Linked DNA regions of Capra hircus: region 1 is linked to region 2. Evidence: chromatin contacts called from public Hi-C data. All regions are on one chromosome and are shown on one strand. The core of a region is the stretch at or near the end of the contact, and the rest is flanking DNA. Distances in the headings are between cores, read along the strand shown.

Region 1 (6,615 bases), core at 2,175-4,674, 66 kb before region 2:
TCCATCATTTATGAGAAGTTGGCCACCCCTGTATCACTGTTCCTCTCACAAAGTTTTTAGTATATTTTCTATACTCTGGGGTTTAGCAGCTTGATCATCTGTTCCTACATGTGGTTTTCCATATGCTTACTTTGCTTAGGGTTCCCTGAGCTTCTTAGGTCTCTAAATTGAGGTCTTTCACTAAATTTGTACAGTTTTGAGCCATTATTTCTTTAAATGTTTTTCGTATCCATTCTCTCTCTCTCCTTTCCTTCGTGAGCTCCAGATACATTCATGCTAGATTGCTTAATGTTGTCCCACAGGACTCTTGAGATGCTCCACTGGATTTTGCATTTGTGTGACCCTGGACTTCTCAGGAGCCTCCCGCTGCTCTCCCCACAATGCTTCTGGCTCACTTCAAAGCATTCTCCATGCAGCAGCCAGGGGATCTTTCTGAAACATACATTTGAACTTGCCATTGCTTCCCTTTTTCACATGCTTGGCCTACCTAAATTCTTCCAGCACTCCTTACTGCTCTCAGGAATAAGACCTCCGTTCTTAAGACAGCCCCACGCCCTGCAAAGTGCAGCTGGGGTCTTCGTGTCCTCAGAGCTTAGCACACCACGGGTGCTTATTGAACAAAGGGGCCACTTGACATCGCTGAGTGGCATCCTCATATGTCCTCAGTTCATGATGCAGAGCAAATGAGTCAAATGGAGCAAAAGGTGCTCCCCAAAGCTGTAAAAGTGCTACCCAAGCAGTGAAAGTCGCTCAGTCCTGTCCGACTCTTTGAGACACCATGGGATATACAGTCCATAGAATTCTCCAGGCCAGAATACTGGAGTGGGTAGCCGTTCCCTTCTCCAGGGGATCTTCCCGCATTGCAGGAGGATTCTTTACCAGCTGAGCCACCAGGGAAGCCCGCCACCCAAGTAGGGGTGGCCTCATCTCTGGAGTTAAAAGGCGGAGAGAAGGCAGAGCGGAGGGCACGGCAGGCCGGGCGCCCCCGTGTGGCGAGGTCGGGACGGTGCACGAGGGAGCGACGGCCGCGGTGGGAAGCCGGCGGCGCCCAGGCTCTCATGTCTCCCAGACCTGCCCCGGCTCGCTCGGCTTTGATGGCTGCTCCCGCCCCTCTCAGAGGCCTGTTTCATCCCCCAACGACGGAATGGGGCTTATGTCTGCCCTCGGGTTCTCCCGCGACGGGCGAATCGGGGACCTGAGTTTGCTGCCGCGTGAGCGTCCCAGGGTGGCAGGGGCCCAGACTCCAGGACGTTTTGTCTGGGCTCCCGAAAGAGTTTGGGAGGGGTGAGGAGACTGACAAACCGAACAGGGAGGCAGAGGGGGCTTCTGAACTCCGGCGTCCAGCAGCTCGCCGGGAGCATGTGGATCGTTCCTCTTCTAAAGGGAGGTCCAGCGGGGTTTTTTTTTTTGTTTTTGTTTTTGTTTTTTTGTTTTCTTTTTTTTTTTTTTTTTTTTTTTTTACCGGTGGTGCGCTTTGCACCGGCTCTGTGTCCAGCCCCATTCATTCATTAAATACCTAGGTTTCTGTCTCTAGGTCCGTTTCCCGGCCTCTGGCTCCCCTCCTGTCTCTGCCCACAGGCCCCGCGGTGTACTCCCTCACTTTCCATCCCTGACGCCAACCATCGGCTGGCCCAAAGCAAGACTGGAAAGCTCATTTAATGCTCACAAGTACTCTCCGGAGGTGGGTGGGGGTTCTTATCTTCATTTTCCTGATGAGGAATCTGGGCCCAGGGAGGTCACCTGCCCAGGTTCACGCAGCTAGAAGGTGCTGGATGAAGGAAACAAGCTTCCCACGGGAGATTCCCTGAGCTTCGTGGACTTCAACTAGTTCAACTCCAGGGCAGACCGCCACCCTGGCAGCCAGTCCTCCCCAACCCCACCCACCGCACAGGGTCTCCAGGCGCTCCGGTGTAGGGATGGCTGTCTGTGCCTGGCACCGGAGAAGCCGTAGTGGCGGCTGTTGACGCAGCATCTACTGCTCTGAGCTCCTGGAACGATTCAGAGACCATGAGGGCTCCTGGCTAAGCCAGAGCTTTCCGAACTTCATCACAGCCCGGCACGTGTGAAAGTGATGACGTGGGGCATGGCGTGGCCCACTGAAGTTAAGTGAGAGGCTGCTTCCAGCCAGAGGCTATGCTGGGGGAGGGGCAGCAGGTCCCCCAGGAACCTGCGACCATCTGGAGGATGGGATGGGGGAGAGGTCTGTCTTAAAACACCTGTAACTCATTCTTGGAACATGGGTGTGCCCTCCCCACAGGTGGGAACTCTGCTCTTGGGCCGGTGAGACTGTACCACCTGGAGCCCTTCTGAGCGAGAGTGCTCAGCCTCTCTCGGGGGACCCAGTGCCTCGGCCGCCTTTCCCTCTCTTGCAGCCCACTCCCGTCTCCCCGAAACCCCGCTGCCCACCAAGAGCTGGAGCCCCCTCTCCTGCTCCAGCTCTGCCTCTGCTGACCCCGCAGCCCCACTCCTGGTCCAGCCCACCCATCCTACCTGGTAGGCAGGTGTAATGGTGACACGTGCGGGCTGGGCACTCAGATCGTGACCCCACCATCTTCCAGCTGTGTGGCTTGGTGCCAGCTCCTTAATTTCTGTGTCTCACTCTCTCATCTGTAAAGTGGAGGAAATAACAGAGCGACCACATAGGGTCACTGTGAGCGATTGTGGGCACACAGCTGCTGGCACAGGAGAGGGCATGGTGAATGTTAGTCTTGTTACTGTGACCCACAACCCACACAGCTCAGCAGCCTTACCCTCACCCAGTGTAAGACACCCAGCTCACCCCTCCCGGTCAGCTCCCAGCCTGAGTCAGCGTCCTTAGCAAGCCTGTGGTGCAAGGACTCTGGAGGAGGAAGCTACACCAAGGTGCTGAGAAGAGCTTGGCCTTGACATATAAGGGCTGAGGACTAGGTAGGCAATGCCTGCTTGGCCTGCTGTGTGCACCTCATCCATCAGAGCAGCTGTGTCAGGCCACTGGCAAAGGGACCAGCCTGAGGTGGTCATCTCCACACCCTAGGAAACAGCCTGTCCCCTTCCTTTACCTTCTGTCACCAAACTTGACCTAGGCAGAAGGATTTTTCTGCCACCATGGAGCCATCTTCCACCCAGTAAGTCCCTTTGGTATCTAACTGCAATCCCTCCTGCTGGTCATTAGCTCTGGCCTGTGGAGTGACGACTGAATCCTCACTCTCCTCCCTGCACTTGGCCCAGGGAAGGCTGTCTTAAAGCTGAGGAGAGAGGCGGTATAATTGAACATCAGAGTGAACACAGAGGAGCGGGCGGTTCAGAGATTCAAGAGTTAGCTGGGGAAAGAACCTGTCCAGCACAGGTGTGAGCTCAAATAAGCCGCGTCCCTGCTTTACCCCATCAGCGAGCCCGGGGAACCAAACTGTGGTTCCTCATTCCCACCACAGGGTGTCGCCACAGCCCTGCTCAACCAGCTGTCGAGGCTCCCTTTGACAGCGCCCTTGGTGAGCACATGTGTCTCCTCAGACAATTCATTTTCGTGTGTTAGACAAGAGCCCAGTTTCAGGCCCTGGAAGGGGTCCCCCTTCCTGTAACAAATGGCAACTCTGGCGGGGACTCTTCTTCGCTGAGACTGACATCCTGACCACTCGGGGCACTCAAGGGCCAGCTTGCCTGCCAATGGGCCAGACCCAGCGGCTGCAACTGGGACCCTTTTGTCCCTGGTCTCCTCCTGACGCGGACAACTGGCCAAAGTGTCCCGACCGGTAAGGAACAAGAGACTTTATTGACCTCTCTCCCCTTCCCTCTCCCTTTCCTCTCCTTAACCCTTCCTATCCTTCCCTGTTTTTCTAGTCCCCTGGTCCTGGACGCAGGAATCTGGTCGAAGGGCCCTCAACCTGAGCTGAAGATTGGAAACTGATCACCTCCTCTTGGCAGAGAACTTGAATTCTGGTTCTGGTCTGGTCTGATTTCTGGTAGGGCTGAGTTCCAGTCCTCCCTTCTCTGGAGGCCCAGGGAAAAGTCCCATAACGCCTGGGTATCTGTAGGTGGCAGGAGACGTCTGTAAGACCACCCTTTTCACCCCCCCTCCTGCCTCCTCCCCCTTCTTCTTTCAACCTGGCTTCCTTTCCTCCCTTGAAATCTTTGATGTTAGTATTTGGATCTGAAGTTCTGTGTCTCTATAGGAGATTTTGCTTCCCTGGTGGCGCAGAGGTTAAAGCGTCTGCCTGCAATGTGGGAGACCTGGGTTTGATCCCTGGGTCGGGAAGATCCCCTGGAGAAGGAAATGGCAACCCACTCCAGTACTCTTGCCTGGAGAATCCCATGGACGGAGGAGCCTGGTGGGCTACAGTCCACGGGTGGCAAAGAGTCGGACACGACTGAGCGACTTCACTTTCACTTTCACTTGGTGAGTCTGAGGGGCTTCCCTGTGGCTCATTGGTAAAGAATCTGCCTGAAATGCAGGAGACCCAGATTTGATCCCTGGGTTCAGGAAGATCTCCTGGAGAAGGGAATGACAACCTACCCGCTATTCTTGCCTGAAGAATTCCATGGACAGAGGAGCCTGGTGAGCTACCTCACCTACCGGGTCACCAAGAGTCGGATAGGACTAACGCTTTCACTTTCCTGAGTCTGACCTCAATCCTTGCTGCTACTATCTACTGTCTTTCCTCCTGTTTTGTCTTCGGAGGGGATGGGCGGTGACTGCCGGCAAGCACAAGGCCTGTCGCTACCCATGCCTCACTCCGTTGCGTTAAGCTGAGTGGCCTGGAGGTCACTTTCTGTGTGGACTCACATACTGTGGCCCCCTGGATGCTGTATGACCTCCTCAAGGGTGAACAGCTTTTAGGAAATTCTGCCCCCTCCCATGACAACACACTCCAGTATTCTTGCCTGGAAAACGCAAGGAGAGAGGAGCCTGGTGGACTACATTCCATGGGGTGGCAAAGAGTCAGATACAACTGAGCGACTAAGCACACACCCGCTCCCCCAGAAGGCCTTGACCGTCCTGCAGAGAGGCTCGTGACACCTGCTGTGGGGACCCCTCCCCAGCCTGGCAGAGTAACTGGTCACCCACGTATTCCCTCCTAGTCTCCACAACCCACGTTCTCATGAACTTCTTCCTGTGAGAGTAATTAAAAGAACATAATTATCTTTTGAAAGATTAAATGAGGCTCTGCAGGTGAAAAACATTTTTGAAAGCTCTTTATTAAAATGTAAATGTTGGTTGCCAAAGATAGGGAAACTGAGGTTCCACAAGGTTAAATGACTTTCCAGAAGCCACATGGCAAGTCAGGGGTTTCCCGAGGGGAGGAGCTCTGGCCTCTCATCCCAACCTATTAATAGAGTCTCTCAAGACATCACACTTGGCTTTGAATGGGGTCCTCTGTGTGACCCTCATCTGGGGGAGTGGGTGGTGAAGGCGCTGCAGAACAGAGATCTCAGAAGAAGGAAGGAAGCCAGGGAAGAAGGGGTTAAAGGGGCTGGAAGCCAAGATGGCCAAAGGCTATAACCAGACCAGTGGAAGAGGAAGGGGCCAGGGAGGGGTCTGGCTCTGATTAGGTTCTAAGGCCATCTGGAGAACCAGAATCTGGAGGAGACTGGCTGGTTTTATGGTGGAGGGTGGGGGGTGAGGGGTGGCAGACGGCCTGAATTACAGGGGCTTTAATGGGCTGGCAGGGCTCTCCCCACAATGCCTTCCCGAGGGGTTGGGATATGACATCTTCCCAAGCAGCCTGGCCGAATGACATCAGTTCCAGCCCTGCTGTGCTTCCCGGCCCCCTCTCCACACACCCCTCAAACACATTTGCCATCAACCAAAGGAGACAGACTCTCTGCTTTCTCTGCGGAAGCCACATCAGGATGTGGTAGCCACCTGGAGCCGTTGTAGGCTGGATTTCACCTTGTGGCCCAGCAAACCACGAACAGCCAGCTTGCCCCCAAGCTAACTGCAGGCCCTTGGACAGTCATCAAACCACATCCTTGAAGGGGAGAGCCTGCAAGACCATCCTGTCCAAAAGCTTCCCCAGAGGCCCCAGAGCACCCTGCTAACACCTGGGTGCCAGAATGGGACTTCAACCCAAGACTCTCACCCTGCGAACCAGTACCTTTTCACAGCCACACTCCATCACAAAGCCTCTCTGCATCTGTTTTCTCACCTAACCTAAAAGTATTTGTTTGACTTCCCTCAGAGCTGAAATGCAATGGAACTTCCACTACAAAAGTCTTTGAAAAGTTGAATCCTACAAAGATCACACCATTGCAGTTCGGTGAATGGAGCTGGGAAGCCTGTGGGGGAGGGCTAGCTAGACCAGCTGTCACCTCCTGAGCCTGGCAGTCCCTCCTCTGTATAGGTCTGTTCAGGAGAAGCAAGAAGTGCTCAGCCCAGAAAAATATCACTAAGAGAATAGATTATTGTAAATCAACTATACACTAATATAAAACTTTTAAAAAAAGAGGACAGACTACTCCACGCGGGGAAAAAAAAGAAGAAAGAAGCCAAAAAATAAACAAGAACATCTTTCTTTTTGCACCCTAAAGCCAGAGATGATTCATCAGTTACCCGCTAGGAAATTATCCCACCCTGGTTGGGAAGATCCCCTGGAATTGCCTTTGTCAGAGGTGTGTCCTTTAAGCTCACAGACTTTGCTC
Region 2 (6,098 bases), core at 2,157-4,656:
GGACTGGTGAGACCTCACCCCCTCCAACCAGCCCCCATCCTTCTGCCCTTCCCCATCAGGATGTGAAGATCTTCCGGGCCTTGATTCTGGGGGAGCTGGAGAAGGGGCAGAGTCAGTTCCAGGCTCTCTGTTTCGTCACCCGGCTGCACCACAATGAGATCATTCCCAGCGAGGCCATGGCCAAGCTCCGGCAGGTGAGTGCCCACCCCAGGCCTGCCCCAGAGCCCGCATGCACCCTTGCAGCTAAGCTCTGGCCTGGACCCCACCCGCCCCAGCCTCAGTCTCCCACCCTGCCCCATCCACCTAATCCCTGGCCCCACACTCAGCCTCTAATCCTGAACCCCCTGATTATGCCCCAGGCCACACCTGATCCCATAACCCCAGATCCCTAATCTGCACCGAACCCCTATCTCTCAAGTTCCTCCTGCCCCCAACCTCAGCCCCTCCCCGTTTATGATGGAGACAAGTCAGATCTGCCTTCAGCTGTGGCACCACCACTCACCATCTGGGTGACTCTAGACACATCACCTCCCTTCCAAGTCCCTATTTTCTTTGTTTTTTGGCCACACCACAGGGCATGTGGAATTTTAGTTTCCCAACCCGGGATGGAACCCATACCCACTACATTTGAAGCTCGTTTTTAACCACTGGCCCTCCAGGAAAGTCCCTCAAAGCCCCTGTTTTCTTAGTGAGAGATGGGTTACAGTGAGAATTAAGTGGGATGGAGCATGTAAAGTGTTCAACGCAGCTTTGGAACCCCTCAGCCTATTGCCTGCTCCCAGTCCCTTCCCTGACCCCGGGCCTCTCGCCAGCCTCGGGTAAGCCCCCTAAACTCTTCAGCAGGACCTGTCCTAGGTCCCACCCTTCTGTCTGCTTTTCCCAGAGAGATTCAGTTACCTGGATATTGGGAAGTACAGGACGCCAGCGGTCATTGACCCTGGGACAATTGGCCTGGCTTGCCCACCAACAGCACCCCCCACCCCCCAGCAACATGTCAGAATTCTCCCTTAGGTCTCAGAGGTCAGCTCAGTGGCGGGCTGAAAAGGCTCGACGGTGCCTTGGGTATCAGCTTTTCCACCGTTTGGAGGGGGGCTGGTTCCCCCTGACTGTCACCCTGTAGGTGGCCCCAAGGATCTGAAGGCAGCCAGCCTGGGCTTGTCTGACAATCAGCGACCAGGGAAAGAGTGGGCAGGGGGCTGACTGAGGCCGGGTGGGAACAACTCTTCTCTTCCACCCAGAAAAACCCACGGGCAGTCCGGCAGGCTGAGGAGGTGCGGGGGCCAGAGCGAATGCACATGGACATCGCCGTCAACTTCAGCCAGGGGGCGCTGCTGAGCCCCCATCTCCGCAACGTGTGTGCCGAGGCCGTGGATGCCATCTACACCCGCCAGGAGGACGTCCGGTTCTGGCTGGAGCAAGGTCAGCTGGGTGCGGCCCACTGCTGTATCACCTCGAATATGATGGGGAGCAATGATGAGATACGGGAGTTCTCCACCCAGCTGGGACTGGTCAGGGAGGGCTTCCTGGAGGAAGTGGCGCCTGTGAGGCTCTTTATTAAGGGGAGTCAATGAAAGGGATCGATTCCATGTAGGAACACGCAGAACGGTGACTCTTCTAGGCCCTGGGGAGGGAATTCCCCCGGCAGCTCCACCCCCTGCCCCATCTGTGCCCTGAGTGAGAACACAGGTGAAACCTGCCGAGGACATGCGCAGGAACCAGGGTCTGGATGGGGCCCAAAGACACCCGTTCCCACCTGGCTACCTCTGCTGCTGCCTCTCAAGAGTTCAGCTCCACTCCTTCACTTCACACCTTCTGGGGACCCAGCGTTTCTCCCCCAGTACCCTTGAGAACGCCTCCCATCCTGGTGTGGTCCCTGCCTTCCTGGCCTATGTGACCTCACACCTGGCCCATCTCCCGGTCATCTTTCCCAGCCCTATCCTCGGCTCCTCTCTGTAGGGAGGGCAGAGAGATGTCACCATTCCAACGCCAGGTCCCTGGTCCTTCTGCCTGGCTGGCTGAGCGTAAGAGAAATGCCTGCTCCTCCCAGGGCACCACTGGATTTAGAAATGCCCGACAGAGCTGTGGCCGTGCCCCCGACAGCACCTGCCGCTCCCCTGTGGGCTGCACCCCAGACCAAGGTGGAAGCCACATGCTGTCCCTCAGGGACCAGGGGCTGGCCCCTCCCGTGGTCATTGAGCCGAGCCTGGGCTAGGTCGCTGCTCTGTGCCCCCAGCACCCCGCCCGTGTGTGCCCTGTGTGCTGGCCACCCTGACTTCCCCAGCACGTTTGTGCTGGCCCTTCCCTCCCTGGCCCTCCTCAGATACCACCTCCTTTAGAAGCTTCCCTTGCTTTCCTGCTCCTCCTCCCCACGCCTCTGTGCCATCATGTCCAGCGCAGTAATGGTTTTAAGCGTAGGGTGGCGTAGCACTGGCAGGGGCAAGTGGAGGCCTTGAAGTCAAGACAGTCCTGAGTCCCTGCTTACTGTGTGACGTCAACCAGGCCAATAACCTTTCTGGGCCGTTTTCTCATCTGTAAAACAAGGGTGATAACGCTTAGCTTGTGGGGGTGCTGGGATGCCCGAAGGGGCCATGTGGGGAGGCCCCCGCACCCCCTGACCCCCGCCTTCTCTCCCAGGTGTGGATGGCTCCGTGTTCGAGGCTCTCCCCAAGGCCTGGGAGCAGGTGTTGCTGCCTCGCTGCGGGCAGGCGGGGGACCGTGGGAGGCCCTGCGTCTGCCGCTATGGTCTGAGCCTGGCCTGGTACCCCTGCATGCTCAAGTACTGCCACAGCCGCGACCGCCCAGCGCCCTACAAGTGCGGCATCCGCAGCTGCCAGAAGAGCTATAGCTTCGACTTCTACGTGCCCCAGAAGCAGCTGTGCCTCTGGGATGAGGACCCCTAGCCAGGCTGGCACGAGGGGTGGTCCCCGAGGCAGCTGCCCGGGACCCACTGCCCCTCCCCCAGCCGCCAGGGGGGTGCCCCCCCCCACCTCCGACACCCGAGGCCTTATTGCTCTTCCTTCCATCACCTAATCCCGGAGCCTCTGGCCCCCTCACCCATGACTGTGAAGGAGTGTGGCGTGGCAAGGGTTAACTCATGAAGGCAGCCCCCACTCCTGTCCCGTGCCTTCCTTGGGGACCCAGGGAGAAGGGGGCTTCTCCAAGCTTGCCTCCCCTCCTCCATCTCCCTGAAGTGTTCACTTTCAAGCACCCAAAATGTGACGGCCTGTGACTCTCCTGTTTAACTCTTCTAAGGTTTAGACCCTGAAAGGTGTCTGTGCCTGTCGTACCCACCTCCCTACACACAACCCCTGCCCCACCGTTGGGAAGGACCTGGCCCCTGTGCACCGTCCCACTGTGCAGCAAGGAGGGGAAGAATCATTGCACCAGAGGGGGCACAGCCCCAAGCACGGATCTCAACGCCTTCCTCTCACTCTGGCCTCTGAGGCCGCCGTCCCCACCCTGACACAGACCGTACGTGCCTTTCTGCAAACCTGGACTTTGCCGAGGGAGCAGGTGCCGGCTTGCTTCCTCTAAACGGAAATATTTTTGTAAGGTTCTGGGACAGGGAGGGAGCATGAAGTATGAGGAAAACTTGAATTCCAGATTTTTAATGCAAAATATTTATCATTTGTACCAGAAATAAAAGTTTAAATTTTTACTTGACTGACAGCTCTAGACACAGAGTTCTGAGAGAATTTTTAGCCAATGCTGCCACCTGGTGTCAGGAGACGGTGTCCCTGTCCAGGGAACCGTCTTGGGGACAGCCCGTCTAGGGACAACTCCTGAAGCACCTACCGTGTGCTCAGTCTTGGCGGGGGAGAGGGGAGGATGTAGCTGGGGGTGGCTATTACTAGGAAGAGCTATGACAAAACTTCTGCACTTGAGATGAGACAGACACAGGTGGGTAAGCAGTAAAAGACACCGTGAGATCGATGAAAATTCTGAGCCAGACCACTCCAGGGATCGAATCCTGGAAATAGGTTTATTGTTGTTTTTTTTTTCCTAGTTTAGGGCTTCTGAGGTGCTGTTAATGGTAAAGAAGAATGCAGGAGACATAAGCGACCCGGGTTCGATCCCGGGTTGGGAAGCTCCCCTGGAGGAGGGCATGGCAACCCACTCCAGTATCCTTGCCTGGAGAATCCCATGGACAGAGGAGCCTGGCGGGCCACAGTCTCTGCTCTCACGAAGAGGCGGGCGTGAACGCAGCACACACTCGCTGAACTGTAATTGATTTACAGGGTTGAGTTAGTTTCTGTTGTACAGCAAAGTGACTCAGTTGCACACACACACACATATATATATTAGTTTGCATTTGTTGCTCCCAAACTCCCAATCTGTTCTCCCCCACCATCCCTGCTCCCGTGGCAACCACAAGTCTGTTCTGTATGTCCATGAGTCCGTTTCTGTTTTGTAGATACGTTCATTTGTGTTGTATTTTAGATTCTACGTGTAAGCGATATTATATGGTATTTGTCTTCCTGATTTACTTAGTATGATCATCTCTGGGTTCATTCATGTTGCTGCAAATGGCATTTTAATTCTTTTTTTCTGACTGAGTAGTCTTCCACTGATACATGTACCACTTTTTTTTTTAATCCATTCACCTGTCAGTGGACATTTAGGCTGTTTCCATATCTTGGCTATTGTAAATAGTGCTTCTGTGAACATAGGGGTACATGTATCTTTTTAAATTAGAGTTTTGTCTGGATGCATGGCCAGGAATGGGATTGCTGGATCATATGGCAATTATATTTTTTAGATTTTTGAGGAAACTCCATATTGTTTTCCATAATGGCTGTACCAATTTACATTCCCACCAGCAGTGTAGGAGGATTCCCTTTTCTCCACACCCTCTCCAGCATGTTATTTGTAGACTTTTAAATGATGGCTATTTTGACTGGTATCTCTAATTTTCTTGAAGAGATCTCTCGACTTTCCCATTCTCTTGATGAAAGTGAAAGAGGAGAGTGGAAAAGTTGGCTTAAAGCTCAACATTCAGAAAACTAAGATCATGGCATCTGGTCCCATCACTTCATGGGAAATAGATGGGGAAACAGTAGAAACAATGACAAACTTTATTTTTTTGAGCTCTAAAATCACTGCAGATGGTGATTGCAGCCATGAAATTAAAAGATGCTTGCTCCTTGGAAGATAAGTTATGACCAACCTAGACAGCATATTAAAAACCAGAGACATTATTTTGCCAACAAAGGTCCATCTAGTCAAATCTATGGGTTTTTTCCAGTAGTCATGTATGGATGTGAGAGTTGGACTATAAAGCTGAGCACCAAAGAATTGATGCTTTTGAACTGTGGTGTTGGAGAAGAGACTCTTGAGAGTCCCTTGGACTGCAAGGAGATCCAACCAGTCTATCCTAAAGGAAATCAGTCCTGGGTGTTCATTGGAAGGACTGATGCTGAAGCTGAAACTCCCATACTTTGGCCACCTGATGCAAAGAACTGACTCATTGGAAAAGACCCTGATGCTGGGAAAGATTGAAGGCGGGAGGAGAAGGGGATGACATAGGAAGAGATGGCTGCATGGCATCACCGACTCAATGGACATGAGTTTGAGTGAACTCCGGGAGTTGGCAATGGACAGGAAGGCTTGGCGTGCTGCAGTCCATAGGATCGCAAAGAGTCAGACATGACTGAGTAACTGAACTGAACTGATTCTAACTGGAGTGAGGTGATACCTCATGGTAGTTTTGATTTGCAGTTCTCAAACAATTAGTGAGATTGAACATCTTTTCATGGGCCTGCTGCTGGCCATGATTCTTCTTTGCTGTGCATCTTGATTTGTTACTCTACCTCTCTGCACCTCACCTCTCTCAGCTACAAAATGGGCTTAACTGTGAGACTCCAGCGGATTTATATGTGTTAAGTGCCCTTCACAGAAAGCATGCTCACTGTGCTAGCTGCCATTAATATTGTTACTGTTCATGAGAAGAGCAGCTGTTTCCTCATTTATAAACCCAAGACAACTAAGCCAGGCATCTTTTTAAAAGTCATCTACTTTCTTAAAAAAAATTTGTTACATATTTTGGCAGTGCTGGGTCTTAGTTGTGGTATGCAAGATTTTTTTTTTTTTTTTTTTTT

The links. A called contact is a pair of places that touch in the nucleus more often than the background predicts.
Region 1: a Hi-C map of liver shows a contact between it and region 2, with 5 times the contacts expected there. The contact joins two enhancer-like sites. A contact is called at or near these places in 2 of 5 Hi-C or Micro-C datasets (blood and liver).

The regions. Positions count from the first base shown.
Region 1 is chr15:51,622,135-51,628,749 of ARS1.2, reverse strand. No RefSeq gene overlaps it. Among named protein-coding and RNA genes, the nearest start is that of TRIM29, 26 kb to the left of the region's middle. Within about 2 kb of position 3,424, at least 3 of the 5 cell types and tissues checked have an H3K27ac peak or open chromatin away from gene starts, as enhancers often do.
Region 2 is chr15:51,556,324-51,562,421 of ARS1.2, reverse strand. OAF (out at first protein homolog) reads left to right here. Exons shown (of 4, transcript XM_005689554.3): 2 at 60-194; 3 at 1,239-1,419; 4 at 2,635-4,484. The coding sequence ends at 2,900. Among named protein-coding and RNA genes, the nearest start is that of POU2F3, 14 kb to the right of the region's middle. Within about 2 kb of position 3,406, at least 1 of the 5 cell types and tissues checked has an H3K27ac peak or open chromatin away from gene starts, as enhancers often do.